2 separate regions of the Rattus norvegicus genome follow, and region 2 is linked to region 1. Evidence: chromatin contacts called from public Hi-C data. All regions are on one chromosome and are shown on one strand. The core of a region is the stretch at or near the end of the contact, and the rest is flanking DNA. Distances in the headings are between cores, read along the strand shown.

Region 1 (7,423 bases), core at 1,833-4,332:
ACAGCTCCATTTCAGGTTAGTCGGTTACTTAAAGACCTCAAGGAATTTGCAAACTCAGCACCTGGAAGTTGTTCCAAAGAGCTAAAGTTAATTAAGTCTATCCGTGTGCTGGTAAGAGTGTGCGTGAGCAGACGTCTTGGACTATTGTGCCCATATTTAGCATTCTTCGGCTCCAGGCAGACATAGTTAATCCAAAAAAGGAGTCATAGAGAGTCTGTCATTCCTTGGTTGTATGGCTGTTGAGTGAAATAGGCATCAGCTTATCAACCTCACTGTTTCTACACATGATCGCTATGCAAAACGCTTAGCTCCAGGTCAAGGTGTATCAGGAAAACTGTACCAAGATGAAGAAGTTTTGGATTATTTTCTAAAATTAAAAAAAAAAAGGAAAGATCGGTATTGGCAAGTCAGGTTTCACAACGTTAGGTGGAATGACTGTAATATGCCTTCTGAGTCACTATTAAGGTAATATGGGCAAATCTCATAATTTATTCCACAGAAGGATAAAAAGAAAATTCATTGCTCGCCCTTTGTACCGATAACATGTCTTCTCCTCTCATCCGGTGGTGATACCACTCCCTTAGGAATGTAAGATGTACAGGGTAACATATCTTAGCGACACTGTCAAGATCTGACGAACCGTGTACTCCTGAGTCACTTAATGAATCTGTTCTTTTATTCACTTGTTTCTGAATGTGTGTGTGGGTGTGGTTGCCATGACATGTGCAGAGGCCGGAGGACATCTTGTGGGAGTTGGTTTTCCCCTTCCACTGTGTGGGTTCTGGTAATTAAACTCTGGTCACCAGGCTTGGTGGTGAATGACTTTATCCTCTGAACTATCTCAGTTGTTCCCTTTCCCCCTTTATAAGAACGCTCACTTCTCTTTCTTTCTTTCTTTCTTTCTTTCTTTCTTCCTTTCTTTCTTTCTTTCTTTCTTTCTTTCCTTCTTTCTTCTTCCTTCCTTCCTTTCTTTCTTCCTTCCTTCCTTTCTTTCTTTCTTTCTTTCTTTCCTTCCTTCTTCTTCCTTCCTTCCTTTCTTTCTTTCTTTCTTTCTTTCTTTCTTTCTTTCTTTCTTTCTTTCTTCCTTTCTTCCTTCCTTCCTTCCTTCCTTCCTTTCTTTCTCTCTTGTTCATTTTTCTAAATATTCATTTTTGATCATTGTCTTCTGATTTCCACAAAACCTCAATGGGGAAAAGGTATCATCAGAGAGACGGTAGCCTGGGCATGTTATTTAGTTAGGATGATATTTTTAAATTCCCGCACTTTGGAGTCACAAGCATTTGGCATGGTGTATATTTTTAAAAAGAAATAAGAAATTCTCCCCACCCCAAACCTATGTAAAGTCATGTATGTTATGACTTTTAAAATCTTTCTCTAAACTTGTACTGTGTCTAAGGTTGTATAGACTTCATTTCAATAATTAACAAGGGAGCTGTGAGTTTCTATTTTAAAAAAAAATTTATTTGTGTGTGTGTGTGTGTGTGTGTGTGTGTGTGTGTGTGTGTGTGTGTGCGCGCGCGCGCGCGCGCATGCAAATACACACATTTGCAGAGGCTGGAATAGGGCAATGTATCCCTGAAGTTGGAGTTGTAAACTTCTGGATGTAGCTACTGGGAGGCAACTGTGGTTCCTAAGGAGGAGTCTGGAAGAGCACCAAATTTCCTTAACTACCAAGCCCATGTTTATTAATAACTTGTTTTTAAATTTTTCTTTTAGGCAGAACATACTTAGCTTTCTATAGCTTTAAAATGGTCAGCCTCAAACTATGTGATTCTCTATATCACTAATATTAAAATATATATTTTTACTGTGACTTTTATGAATTCTTTGCTAATATTATGGAATTCCTTTCTCTTATTATGTGACCCTGAGTGAGAGACCTCTTTGCCGTGATCGAGAATTGGCTAAGGTGGATGCAGGTTTGTGGAGAATCAGTTTTCCGTACATTGTATTTTAGCTAACTTTTGAGTCTCTTCTCTTTACTACACTTTCATAGTAGTTTAGAACAGAAAAGAAAAAGGGCTTTCACTAGGCAGAAAATCTTTGATTCTCCCAGGAAATGAACGCTACAACAAAACATTACAAGAAACTTCCTGACGTTTTTGTCTCTTAGTTTGTGCAGAGGATAGGTCAAGATTAATAACACAACATGATATGAAAAAACACTTTCAGTATTTGTTTTTGTTCCCATGTAGATGTTCCTAATGCTTGGTGTTTCCCTTTACCTTTACTTTAACTTTAGACCGATGACATCACTTTTCTTGGCTGTTTGAGATTACTTTGGAAACTAATTTTAAACAAGAAATGGTTTAGCACATGGGTTGAGTTGACTAATTTTCTAACTGTGATAAAATAGCATTATCAAGTTGACCTATAGAAAAAAGAGTTTATCTAAAACTTACACTTTCAGAGGACTGAGTCCATGACTATCGTGGTGGGTGGGGGAGGGGCATGGCAGCTGGCAGGCAGGCATGGAGCTGGAGCAATAGCTGAGAGCTTACATCTTGATCTGCAAACATTAGGCAGAGAGGCGGAGGAGGAGGGGGAGAGGGAGAGGGGGAGGGGGAGGAGAGAGGGAGTGGGAGGGGGACAGGGAGAGGGAGAGCGAGAGGGAGAGGGAGAGGGAGAGGGAGAAACAGAGAACCCTAACTGGGAATACCATGGGCCAGCTCCCAGTGACATTTCTTCTTACACAGGCCACACCTCCCAGTCTTTCCCACATCCTTCCACCAACTGGGAACCAAGTATTCAAAGATGTCAAATATCAAATATTTTATATAACACCACGTAGGTTTAACATCCTAAAGATGTCATACACATTTTAATCTGATTTTGCAATGCTTTGAATTTCTACGTGCCACATGAATCCTTGATATATTTGGAAGACTCAAGGATTCAGACACAGTATGGCAACATGGATTATTGAATTTTAATAAATAGATAGAATATGCATAAAAATATAATTTTGAAAGAAATCTCATCCTGCTGAGTGCATTTAGTAGACTTGGTAAGCATGATTCATGTCCCCTGGCAGTTGCTTGGCCATGTTGCGTCACTGTGGGTCTCCACTTCCACTCAACAAGGAGTAAAGGCCATTTATGAATCATAGAGCCCTGCAGTGCAATTGTATTTCAGAGTTGTGCTCATGGACGTTCTTAGGGCGAGAAGAAGGACTTCTGCCCTGCTCTCCTGAGAGTTCTCATAGCCAGTGTCCATATCATCCGTATAAAACCAGACTCATCAACTTCTCCATCCAGCATTCTCCTAGTCCCTCTGGATTTTAGAAATGACTTATCTTTGTTTGGAACATTTCCATTAAGGTGATGTAATTTAAATACACTCCATAGTAGTATAAGGGCAGACTTGGAAAAGAGGAAATGTTCCTGTTTTCTTGGAGCTACAGGAGTTTTGAGGCAAATGTTTTCCTACTCCGAGCCAATTTGGCCATTTTATTTGGAGACCTCAGTGAACTTCGTCCACTGATGCCAGTTTGCAGGCATTTCGTGAATTACTGACGAAGCCAATTTAATGAACACATTGTACCTTGCAAGCCGCAACCATTCTCGAGGTTAACCTTATGAAGCAATTAAGAAAAATAATCCCAGTATTGTGAAATGACCCAGATTCAGAGGTTGCTGGACTTGACAAAGACTCTTTTTTATGCAGAAAGTTAAGTATACCTTTGGGCTGGAGTAAATCACAGTCTTTGGAGATGTGGAGGCCGGCACATGGCTTGACTCCAGTGAAGTCACTGTAATAGGGAAATGGGGAGACCTCTGTCTTGTATAACAGGAAGGGAAAGAAAAAGTCATCGCACAATTATGGAGCAAAATACTCAGTGTCAACTGAGTAGTAATTGCCTTGTTCAAATAACACATGGTGGTCATACCTACTTTAGTCATGCGAAGAAGTGGGCTTTTTGCCCTTTGATTTGTTAGGCACACTAATGTACTTTCTGCACTGCTATGTATTACAAACTAGATGTTGTATGCACTACCATCAATCACGGAGGAGCATTTAGGAATGTGTCACGGGACTTCAATCCTATGTCACCTTTTCAGAAACCAGTAGTGACAGGTGGTGATGTGATACGAAAAAGAACAACAACAAAACAAAAATGAAAATGTGGATCAAGAAGACCAGAGTGTTATTATCTATCCAAGAAAAATGTTTTGGTTCAGTGACAGCTACAGCTCCACATTCATAATCACACTGTTATTATTGTATAGTTGATGATCACACTGTTATTATTGTATAGTTGATGATCGCACTGTTATTATTGTATAGTTCATGATCACACTGTTATTATTGTATAGTTGATGATCACACTGTTATTATTATATAGTTGATGATCACACTGTTATTATTGTATAGTTCATGATCACACTGTTATTATTGTATAGTTCATGATCACACTGTTATTATTGTATAGTTCATAATCACACTGTTATTATTGTATAGTTCATAATCACACTGTTATTATTGTATAGTTCATAATCACACTGTTATTATTGTATAGTTCATAATCACACTGTTATTATTGTATAGTTCATAATCACACTGTCATTATTGTATAGTTGACCAAAGATGTTATTATGACTGTTGAAGTTTGTCCTTGAGCTTTAGAATAACTTATAACTCCTTTCATGCCATTTTTATATAAACTGCTTTTAAGGGTGGAAAGAGCACATTTATACTGAAGTGTTGGGATGAAGTAGAAGGCTTATTCTGAAAGGAAAGCAAACTTTGAATGGTAAGTAAACTTTGCCCTGAAATTATCTGTTTTGTTTTTAATGACTTTTACCTTAAAACTGAAAAAGTCTTATGCAAGTTTTTCTTACAACATTACTGGCCATGAACAAATTTTCCCAATGAAATTATTATCTTGGGGATAAAGAATAAATCTTAACCAAACTTTCTTAACATAGCAATAAGACAAAGGCAGATTGGGAATAAATACATTTGTAAGAAAGATGCATAATTACTTTTGATTTTGCCTAAATGTGATTTTTTAAAATGAGTTCATTGAGAATTTATTAATTTTGAAAATTAATTTATATTGATTATTCATATTAATGGATTTTATTGATATTTTCAAATATGCAAGTATGATCTTTCCTGTTTGGTTTTCTTTTCGGTCAGCTTGACACAAGCTATAGTCATTTTAGAAGACAGACTATTGATTATGAGAACATCGCCGACACCTTGACCTACGGGCATGCCTGTAAGGTAGTTTCATGACTAATGATTGATGTGGGAGGGCCCATGCCATTGTGGGTGGTGCCAGCCTTTGCGGATGGTCCAATTGTATAAGAAACCATGCTGAGCAAGCCATGAGTAGCAAGCCAGTAAGCAGCACCCCTCCATGGCTTTGCATAAATTCCTGCCTCCGGGTTCCTGACTTGAGTTCCTGTCATTGAGTTCCCTCAGTGATGGAAGTGGAAGATGAAATAAACACTTTCATCACCGTAGTTGCTTCTGGTCAAGGTATTTTATCACAGTGACAGAAACCCTGTAACTAAGACAACCCTGACCCTGACCTTCCCCTGAATCTAGAATTCAGTTTTGAGATGGCTTCAAAATATTTTATATGAAAAATGCAGTAACCCATAAGAGTTGTCTAATTAAAAACGTTTAGCAAATTTTATTTAAAGTAAATATTTTTATTATTTGCCCATGACTTGCTTGATCCAAGTAAGTTAACTTCAAAAACAATAAAACAATAGGAACTCAGAGTTTTGTTCTCTCACATGTAGCTAGCAACAAGGTTGAAATACTTCACGCTTGCTAGCCAAATGTCCTCATGCCCAAATTAATTATGTAATTGCCATAACTCAGAGTTTGTATTTTTCACTTCTTTCCTGATACACACTCAACAATACAGTAACTAGGAGGCGGTCAATGGCCTGTTAAGTTTGTTGCTTTTTTCTCCAGCAATCTCTCTTCAAATCGTCATAATGCTTTCAGAAGGAAAGTGTCCTTCGACTGGTAACCCCACATATGGCAGAAAAGACAACCATGACCAAGGAACACTCACTGCCATGCATATCTGACCAACCCATAGTATTATGGGTAAGTCTAACACGTTTAGTTGTTGATTAAACTACACAACTTCTACCCTTGGAGCCTGGTGGTTCCGGTGCTGGGGAGATTCTATGTGCTTCCATGGTCTGTGTTTACTCTATGTTACCTTCATAGCTATGCTGGTTGCAATTTCCAGATGACCATGGCCATGACTGCATGGTCACAGAAATACGATCAGCAGCTTACAGTTTCTTGTGCCTTGTGCCTCTCAGAAGGAATTCCCTGCCATTATCTTACAACATCCTCCCACTAACCTGGTCAGGCAATTGAATCCTTTATTCTGTAAAGGAAATAGCAGATAGCTAAGTGACTGTTCACACCACAGAGTTTGGTGAGAATTTTCACTAAGATGAGACATCGTTTAAAAACTATTCTATTGGCTTTCAAATAGTTTAGATACAAAATATTATAAATGAAATATTTTAAAAGAACAGTTAACAGAAATATTTTTAAAATTACGATTAAAATTGGAATTATTTATCGAAATTAAGAAAAAGATAATATGATTATATCCAAGCAATAAGGAAACTCAAGGTCCTGTGTGTGAGTGAAATGTGTGCAGGCCAAAGTATAGTTATACGCAAGTCAGTCCTTGCATTTGCTTTGTCTAAAGTCTGATTGCTGGCTGTGCTAGCTAGCCCTTTAACTTGTGGGGATTCACTCAGCTCTACTTCCCTTTATTGGATTATAGATATTTGTCTGCACCTGGCTTTTATGTGGGTTCTGGGGATCCAGACTCAGACCCTCAAATGTGTACATCAAACGCTTCACCCACTGAGTCACCCTCCTAGGCTCTGAAAAATTAACTGGTGAAAAAGTATTAGGAAAAGAACACATCCTTTCTAAGTATTTCGGTCTTTGTTCGAAAAGTAGACTAATTTCTCAGATGAAAATTAACAGGGGGGGATGGACCAGAATATTCTCTTCTATTATTTTTACATAGAAATGTTTACTGAGTCTGAACTGGACAACCAATTCATTTGTCTGGCTCAAGGAAGCAATCTGTCACAGGGCATCACATGACTATCCTCAATGGAATTTGCAGAAATGCCACTAGTCTGACTGGGTTTTCTTGTTATTTAATTACTTATGATTTGAAACCACACCGTGGTCTACTTAGCTGCCATTGTGGAATTACTAAAGTTTAATGTAGTAACAGAGATTGCCTCGTTTAAGAGATCTGAAGATATACAAGTTATTGATTTATGCTGTTGAAGCAAGTAAATACATTCAGAGGCTGTAAATAAACTGTGATTGTCTTCTTAATGACCATTTCCTTGATACCCCCCACCCCCAAATGAGAACATGCTGTGAAAACTTCTAAAATAAAAGTGCCAGG
Region 2 (7,423 bases), core at 1,645-4,144, 67 kb before region 1:
AATTCTTTTGCTATGATACCGAATCTAAGGTCATTGGTTAAAGTATTTTCACATGCTCTCCCCACGAAACAAAAATAAAATAGCAAACCAAACTAACACCAGTGACTGCTAAAACACCATGCAAAAGGCTCTTAGAATTTTGTTGTCCAACAGCCTCGGAGAACCATCTCATGTAGCCTGCCAGGCGAACTCAACCATTTCTCAATATTGGGCGATTGCAACATGGATTTTGCTTGGAACTGTTCACATTTGGCAGCAAAGCTACAATTCAAACAGTCAAGAACCAAGCTGCATGCTTTTGTGTCTTTGCTTTACTTGGCTAAAGACAATCAGGTACAAAGGTGGATCCTCCCTTAACCCTTTCCGGGCATCAAGAAGCTCTTTAAAAATGGAAAGGAATTCCTATAGTAGTGAATTTGTTTCTTAGGATGTGAGAGTTATAGGGCAGTGTGCCCGCGTGCATGTATACTCATGTTTGTATGATTGTATGTATTTTGACCACATCTGTGCTCCCGTTCTAGTCCTTTTCTGTAGTGGCTCTCCATCAGGATCTTGGGCAGTTTACTATTGGACTTTAGCTTCAGAGGAAAGAGACAAAAGCAGGAGGAGGAGAAAGAAGTAAAGCTTTTGGAAGAGCAAGCGGTGCTCTCAACCCTCCAGACTTCTCTCTAGCCCCTATGGTGAAGAGAGGGAACAGACAATAAAGTCAAGGTTTCTGCCCTGGCTTCCTGGATGTCATGCCAACCTCTGCTGGAAGTCAGTGTGCTGATCTCCTCTTTGAATGGATTTCCCTACTCTGTTCTTCTTAGTCAAACGTTGCTCCCAGTTTCCACTTGTACACTGCTACTTCGAACCTCTTTGTTTTGTAGCCCCAAGGACTGGCACAGAAATCTCTGAGCTTCTGCAGATTCTTCTTTGGATTAAGGGCAGGTGATTTTTTTTTAAATTGTCATACCCTATTAGGCTTCTTGGAAAACTTTTCAAGTATTAACCAAAATCTGTGATTTCCCCACCCTAATTTTTTGTGGACAACTCGCATAATAAGGAAAAAAATCCCACATATTTCTAATTCATTTACTTTTCTCTAATTCTCATTCACTTACATTTTATCCCACCAAAACACTAATTATTATCTGAGACGCTTTTCAGTTCCCTGAATAAGCATTGCCAAATTCCCCATGTTTAAGATGTACCTCATATTTTCTCTAGGCTTAAACTCTTGCCACATTTGGATGCACATAGTAAATCTGTGTCCAGACACTTTCAACATCTTCTTCAACTGGGACAAATGTCTTCCTCTTCTGATAATTAGCTTATATTGATTCAATCTGCATTCCATTTCGTATAATTCTTAGCAAACTAATTCTCATTTCAATTTCCATTTCACAACTCCAGTCCTCTTACTTGTGTGAAGCCTCACAGAGGTCCAGAAAGTACCCTGTAGGAACCATTCTGTTGACAAATCTGAGAGGAAATACTTTGAGTCAGATTGATATTTTCCCTTTGGGAGGGAAGTATACTAGACTATAGGATGTGGAGAGCCAGGGTTAGCCTACTTGGTTTGGCCCACTGATATCTAGGGCTCTGTGTGAAAAGCTGATCCATCTCTTCAGTGCCTTTGACTCCCAGAGAGCTCTCCACAGGAGGAATTACTGGCCACAGCGTATCTCAATATGCCCTATTTCCAAAATGCTCTTGAAAGTGGGATGGTTCTCCGATGGGTGTGATCAGAGTGCACAGAACAAGACACTTTGATTTTTTACAAGGACTCATGCCAGAGGCTTCAGGTGTCACAGATCTCATTTTATTTCAGATCTGGGAGTCTGCCTTCCTCAATTAGCACCACACAACACCTTCATTGTGTACTCCCTGATCAGCAGCCTCTCCTTCTAGGCTTCCAGACGTGTGTCATTTCCACCGAATATTTAGTAGCACACAACCGCCTGAAGTGGGAAGACCGGAATGTAAGGCATGTCTGACCGAGGAGTAGGATTCTTATTTTGTAAGGAATGACTCAACTGTTCATGGAAACATCTACGTCCCAGTCCTATTCTTAAAAATAAATAAATATCAGGAGTTCCCCGTGAGAGAGGCACACAAGGACTCAGGTTATTCATTTCCATGAAGTCACTCACAGCAGGCCTGTCTGGAAAACCACTTTCATCTCTTACAAAGAGAGTGGGTAGGGAGCAGACTATTGAGAAGCCTTAAAGACCAGGACTTTAAAATGCAAGGTGAATGGAGAAAAGCCACCTTTCAGTCAGGTGAATCTGGACCAAACCCAGATCAATTTCTATACTTCAGCTGAATGTGTTCTGTGTGGAAACCATAGAAGTACAGACTTGCAGGAGAGACATCTCTAGAGCCAGTCCAAAGAGCTGCTCAAAACCAAGTTTACCATAATCCCAGCGTTCTAACAGAGGGAGCTAGAATACTTGGACTCCACAATGCTCTGCCAAGAGAGAAGCTCTGATCTTATCTGCTTTGTGGAGTCGGTGTACTTTAACTTATTCAACACATGTATTAACCACCTACAGAAGCATGTTGATCCAGTGCTCAAGTTCATCATGGTTCTTGAGGCCATAGGGTCAATGGATCTTTGGAGGCTGTCATGAATGGTGGTCCAATCTTTGAAGATTAATACTCTAAAACCCAGGAAGACAATATCTTTGGAGGAGACGAATAAAGAGGTATGGATAGAGAGCATCGTCTTCACTTAACTTCTGTGTTGTTCTGTCCATAGTCAGGCAAGAAAACAGAGAGCTCGTGTAGAGGGGATGCAAGTTGTAAGCCCTCAATTTTGCACTGGCAACATGCTGGCTCCAGAAGACTCAAAACGTTCAAGGCCATAGTGTCTGCTTCTTGACTGAGTCATAGGGTCCTTGGCTGGAGTTCATGTGAGGAATCTTTCCACTCTCATGTGGAAAGCCTCTTCTGCGGGCTCCTGTTGGTAATGGTGACTATGCTGTGAGATCACTTTATTCTTGATTCTCATTCACATATGCATTCTCAGCAATGCATAAGTACCTAGACACCTGAACCATGTGCTAAACTTCCAAGTCTCATTGTGCTGTGTGCATGGGGTAGACTTGTAGAGTTAATGAACTTCTAATAAGTTCATTGTATTTATTTAAGCTAACCATAAAGTTTGTCAAGGTGTTGAACAATCAACACTATTCTTTTGGGGGGGTGGAGCTTAGCAAATAATAAATAAATTAACTTAATTAAAATAAATAAATATTGAAATTGTTTTCATCAAAATCATCAAAGGGTGTTTTTTTTCCTATGGTTATTTGTTAAGCCGAATGGGCAATTTTTGGTCCTTGTCTTATTCATTTGGTTTTTCTCTAGCTTTTAAAAACACAAAGAATGCTTTCAAGCACCATGGTGTTTTAGTTCTCTGAAATAACACATTCCTTTATTTTGTGGCATTCAGATTCCATTTCCTTGGAGGGTTTTTTCTTTTCTTTCTTTTTTTTAGGAGCTCCAGAAAAAACCTGGAAGTCATCCAAATCCTTTTTTTTTTTATAGATCATAGTTGACCTTGTTCCTCGTCTCCCTCCTGTCCCCATTAAAAACCATACCTAGAATGTCAGCAACATTGGTCTAGCCTCTGTCTTTCTGTACTGCAACGTTTGTCTGCTACCTGGTCTCCTGCTCGTCATCACTGCTTATGCCTGTGGGTTGTCTTTACACGCTGTCCACTGGAGATGCAAGTAAGATCATGTGCTATTTCTATTGAGAACTCTCATCTGGCCTCTCATACAGAATTGAAGTCAATGCCCTTGACCTTTGAGGGTTGCAGGCAAAGAGGTAGGTGATGTACATTATTAAAATGCCATCATGAAACCTCTAAGTATACATGCTAACTAAAATAATTACAAAGCTGGGAATGAACGAACAGAAAGAACCTGTTGATGGCCTATGGGGCCTTGAATGGTTTGAATTCTTGATTCTTGCTCGATGACCTTCTTTTTCAGCATACTTGCCTTCTCCTTCTCAAGTAAACACATAGATTTAATCTCCCACTTCTTTTAATCTCTACTCAAAATACTGATGTCTGCTTCTCAGTGAAGCTCATTTTGCTTATTCTTTCTAAAACTTTGCACATCATCCATTCTTCTGAGGGCATCCAATTTTTTTTTCTTTTCTTTTTTTCGGAGCTGGGGACCGAACCCAGGGCGCTCTACCACTGAGCTAAACCCCCAACCCCAAGGGCATCCAATTATTAAGGATACTGAATTCCATTCTAATCTGGATAGTTTTGTATCTTCTAATATACTATGGGCTCTTAAATACCTGGAATTTATGGTCTCATTTATTGTTGTTGTGGTCAACTTCACACAGTGATATACTACTTGACACAGAACAGAAGCTCAACACACACTTGCTGACTCCATGTTGCCGTTGTCATGGTTTCTCTCCATCTCTTCTTCCTGCACTGGGCGTTTATCGCCTGTCTAAAGCTATTACCTGTGGATAGCACCTGAGGGCTAAACTCTCTGTGGAGCTCCTGATGTGTGTTTCACAGTTTAAACAGTTAAAACAGTTTAGTCACAGTCTGGCTTTTCCATGAGCCAGGACTCTTTTTAATAAATGGCTTAAACCTACTGAAGTTCAGTGCCCGAGAACCCAGTTGTAGGGGCTGGCTTCCAGTGGGGCTGAAATCAGGGTTCACCTCATGTCACCAAAATGTACTTCTTCTTTCTCCCCAACGAAGCTCTGTTTATCTCTTGCCTATATTCTTGGGACTTCTTAGGAGGAGGCAATCAGTGGTGGCCTAAATGGAATTCAAAGGAAGCAGGCTCTTCACCTATGAAATTGCTGTTTTTGAAAGCATAGCATAGAGAATCTTAACTTTCCCTTTCCTACTGTCAACACAGACACTAGTTGTCATAGGCTCTACATTTGAGAACAGTATGGTTTTATCATAGCTACCAAGTGTAGTGTCTTGTCTTAGGTGAGGTTCATGATGACTAGTTTTTTGTCAGTTTGACACAGGCTAGGATCATCTGGGAAGAGGAATCTTCAAATGACAAAATACTGGGTTGTGAGGCACCTTTTTGGTTCATGATTGAGGTCGAATGGGCTAAACTTCTGTGGGTGGTATCATACTTGGACGGGTAATCCTGGGTTGAATAAAGAAGCAGGATGAGTGAGTTGGGGCAGCAAAGCCAGTAAGGAGTGTTTCTCCAGGGTCTCTGTTTCAGTTCCTGCTTCTAGGTTCTTGCCCTGAGTTCTTGTCTTGACTTCTCTTTAGGACAGACTGTGATTGGGTTGCATAAGTCAAATAAACCCTTTCCTCACCAAGATGATTTTGGCCCTGGTGTTTTATACTAGCAATAGAAAGAAAACTAGGACTGGTTCCTGAAATGAAAGTTGAAGATTGTTTACAGAAGGGAAAAGAAAGGGGAAAGACATCCCCTATCTTGACAGTGCTATTTTCCAGTTGCTCAGTCACTAAGCATTTTGTCACCCCTGCTTTACTTTATATATACACCGATTACTTCATTTTAAAGGCAGGAATTCTTTAATACAGTTATGGATCTATCCATACTTCTTCTGTACTCCTTAATATTTAACTAAGACATCACCTTTTTGTTCGTAGATTATTGGAATCACCTTCGAATCAATCTACTTCTCCAGGGTCATTTCTATGTATTTTTTTCCCATTCAAATGAGATTTTTCCACAAAATGCCTTACCTTTGTCTCTTATCTCTGTGTCTGTGTTCGTGTCTGTCTTTCTTTCCCTCCCTCCCTCCCTCCCTGCCTCTCTCCCTCCCTATCTACCTGTGATGGTTAGGAGACACACTGATGCCGATGAACTGAACTGCTATCCCTAAAGGTTCGTCAGGTTAGCTTCCCCATCTCCACTGCTTTGCTCACACAAATCCTTTTGCCTGGAAACTTCTTTCCTCCGTTCTCTATATGGTAGATTCATCTGACTTTGACTAGTCAGTACATGGTTTAGTGTCTCATTTTCCCTTGATTCCCCAGTGCTGCATCAGGCATCCTGCACAGGCGTTCCCTAGCTGTGAGTGTATATCTCTGTCCCACGGTCTACCTATCCCTAAGGAGACCTGTTGCATCTCTGGCCTCTTGAGCAGTGCTTAGGTACAAATAGGCACAAAGTAAGTGATTATCAATAACTAGACGCAGCATTTGATTTTATAATGCATCATCATGACTAAGCAAGCACACCATGAAGAAGGTAAATAAAAGTGGGACACCAGAAACTGTGCTGAGCTGGGAATGGCGGGGTCAGACACCAAGTACGTAAGAGCAGTCTAGGAGCTCATCTCACTGCAGTCTTGTGCATCCGACTTGTGGGAAAGAATCTGGCCTCATCACCATGTAGATTCTGTTTGCTACTTCATTTTGAAAAGGGTGAGTGTGTGTGCATGTATGTGTGAGTGTGTACCCGTATGTGAATGTGTATATGTATGTATACATGTGTATATGTGCATGTATGTGTTTTTGAATGTATGTGTGCCTCTATGTGTGTGTGCGTGTATCTGTGTGTGCATAGTGTTAGTGTGTGTGCATGTGTGTGTATGTGTGTGTATGTGTGAATGTGTGTGAGTATATGTGTGTATGTATGTGTGCACATATATGTATTTGTACATGTGAGTATATTCATGTATGTGTGAGTGTTTATGCATCTATGTGTGTATGTATGTGTTAGTGTGTGTGTGCATGTATGTGTATGCTCTGTGAGTGTGTATGTATGTATAAATATGTGTGTATGTGTTAGTGTGTATATGTGTGCATGTGTGTATGTGTGTATGTGTATGCATATGTGTGTGTATGTATGTATGCATGCATGTATGTGTGAGTGTGTGTGTTTGATAATGGAAAATAGGATACTAAATGTCCAAAAAAAATGTGAACAAATGAGGACAAATGACTTTACTAGAAATTACTTTTATGGTTCCAGAAAAGTCTAAGTCAGAGGTTCAAAATTAAGCTTTCTTCAATACCTGCTAATAAAGCCTAAACATTTGGAATGGGCCCTTCTATCATTATGAATCATCGGCTCTTTGTGGCCATTTCCATACACAAGCCTTAGCATTGCTTGTAGGTTGGTGGTCAGTTTACCACATTTCAAGAAAGCATGCAAACACATTCCTCAGCGCTGATGAGGAGGACCACACATCTGCAGACACCAAATAGAGGGAGGAAACCCTCTTCTCGGTGTTTGTGTTTGTCATTCACAGAACACTGGCACTTACTCACTGACATCCGGATTACCATAATGACACTGCATGGTTCATTAACTTTCTTCATGTTTTGACTGTGTGCTCAAGTATGTCTTCACCATTTCAGGAGAAAAGAATACACCACTGAAAGAGGAAAGCTAACTGAGATAAACAAGATGTTTATCTTACAGGAACCAGTCATACTTACTCATTTTAATATCCT

The links. Hi-C and Micro-C count contacts between places; a contact is called where the count stands out from the background.
Region 2: a Hi-C map of the A7r5 cell line shows a contact between it and region 1, with 1.6 times the contacts expected there. The contact joins two enhancer-like sites. A contact is called at or near these places in 3 of 12 Hi-C or Micro-C datasets (the A7r5 cell line, the Rat2 cell line and liver).

The regions. Positions count from the first base shown.
Region 1 is chr16:62,050,425-62,057,847 of GRCr8, reverse strand. The region is part of intron 2 of Dlc1 (DLC1 Rho GTPase activating protein); the gene reads right to left. Among named protein-coding and RNA genes, the nearest start is that of Dlc1, 59 kb to the right of the region's middle. Within about 2 kb of position 3,082, at least 9 of the 93 cell types and tissues checked have an H3K27ac peak or open chromatin away from gene starts, as enhancers often do. A contact at or near this core is called in the A7r5 cell line, where this site is marked.
Region 2 is chr16:62,116,897-62,124,319 of GRCr8, reverse strand. The region is part of intron 4 of Dlc1 (DLC1 Rho GTPase activating protein); the gene reads right to left. Among named protein-coding and RNA genes, the nearest start is that of Dlc1, 130 kb to the right of the region's middle. Within about 2 kb of position 2,894, at least 12 of the 93 cell types and tissues checked have an H3K27ac peak or open chromatin away from gene starts, as enhancers often do. A contact at or near this core is called in the A7r5 cell line, where this site is marked.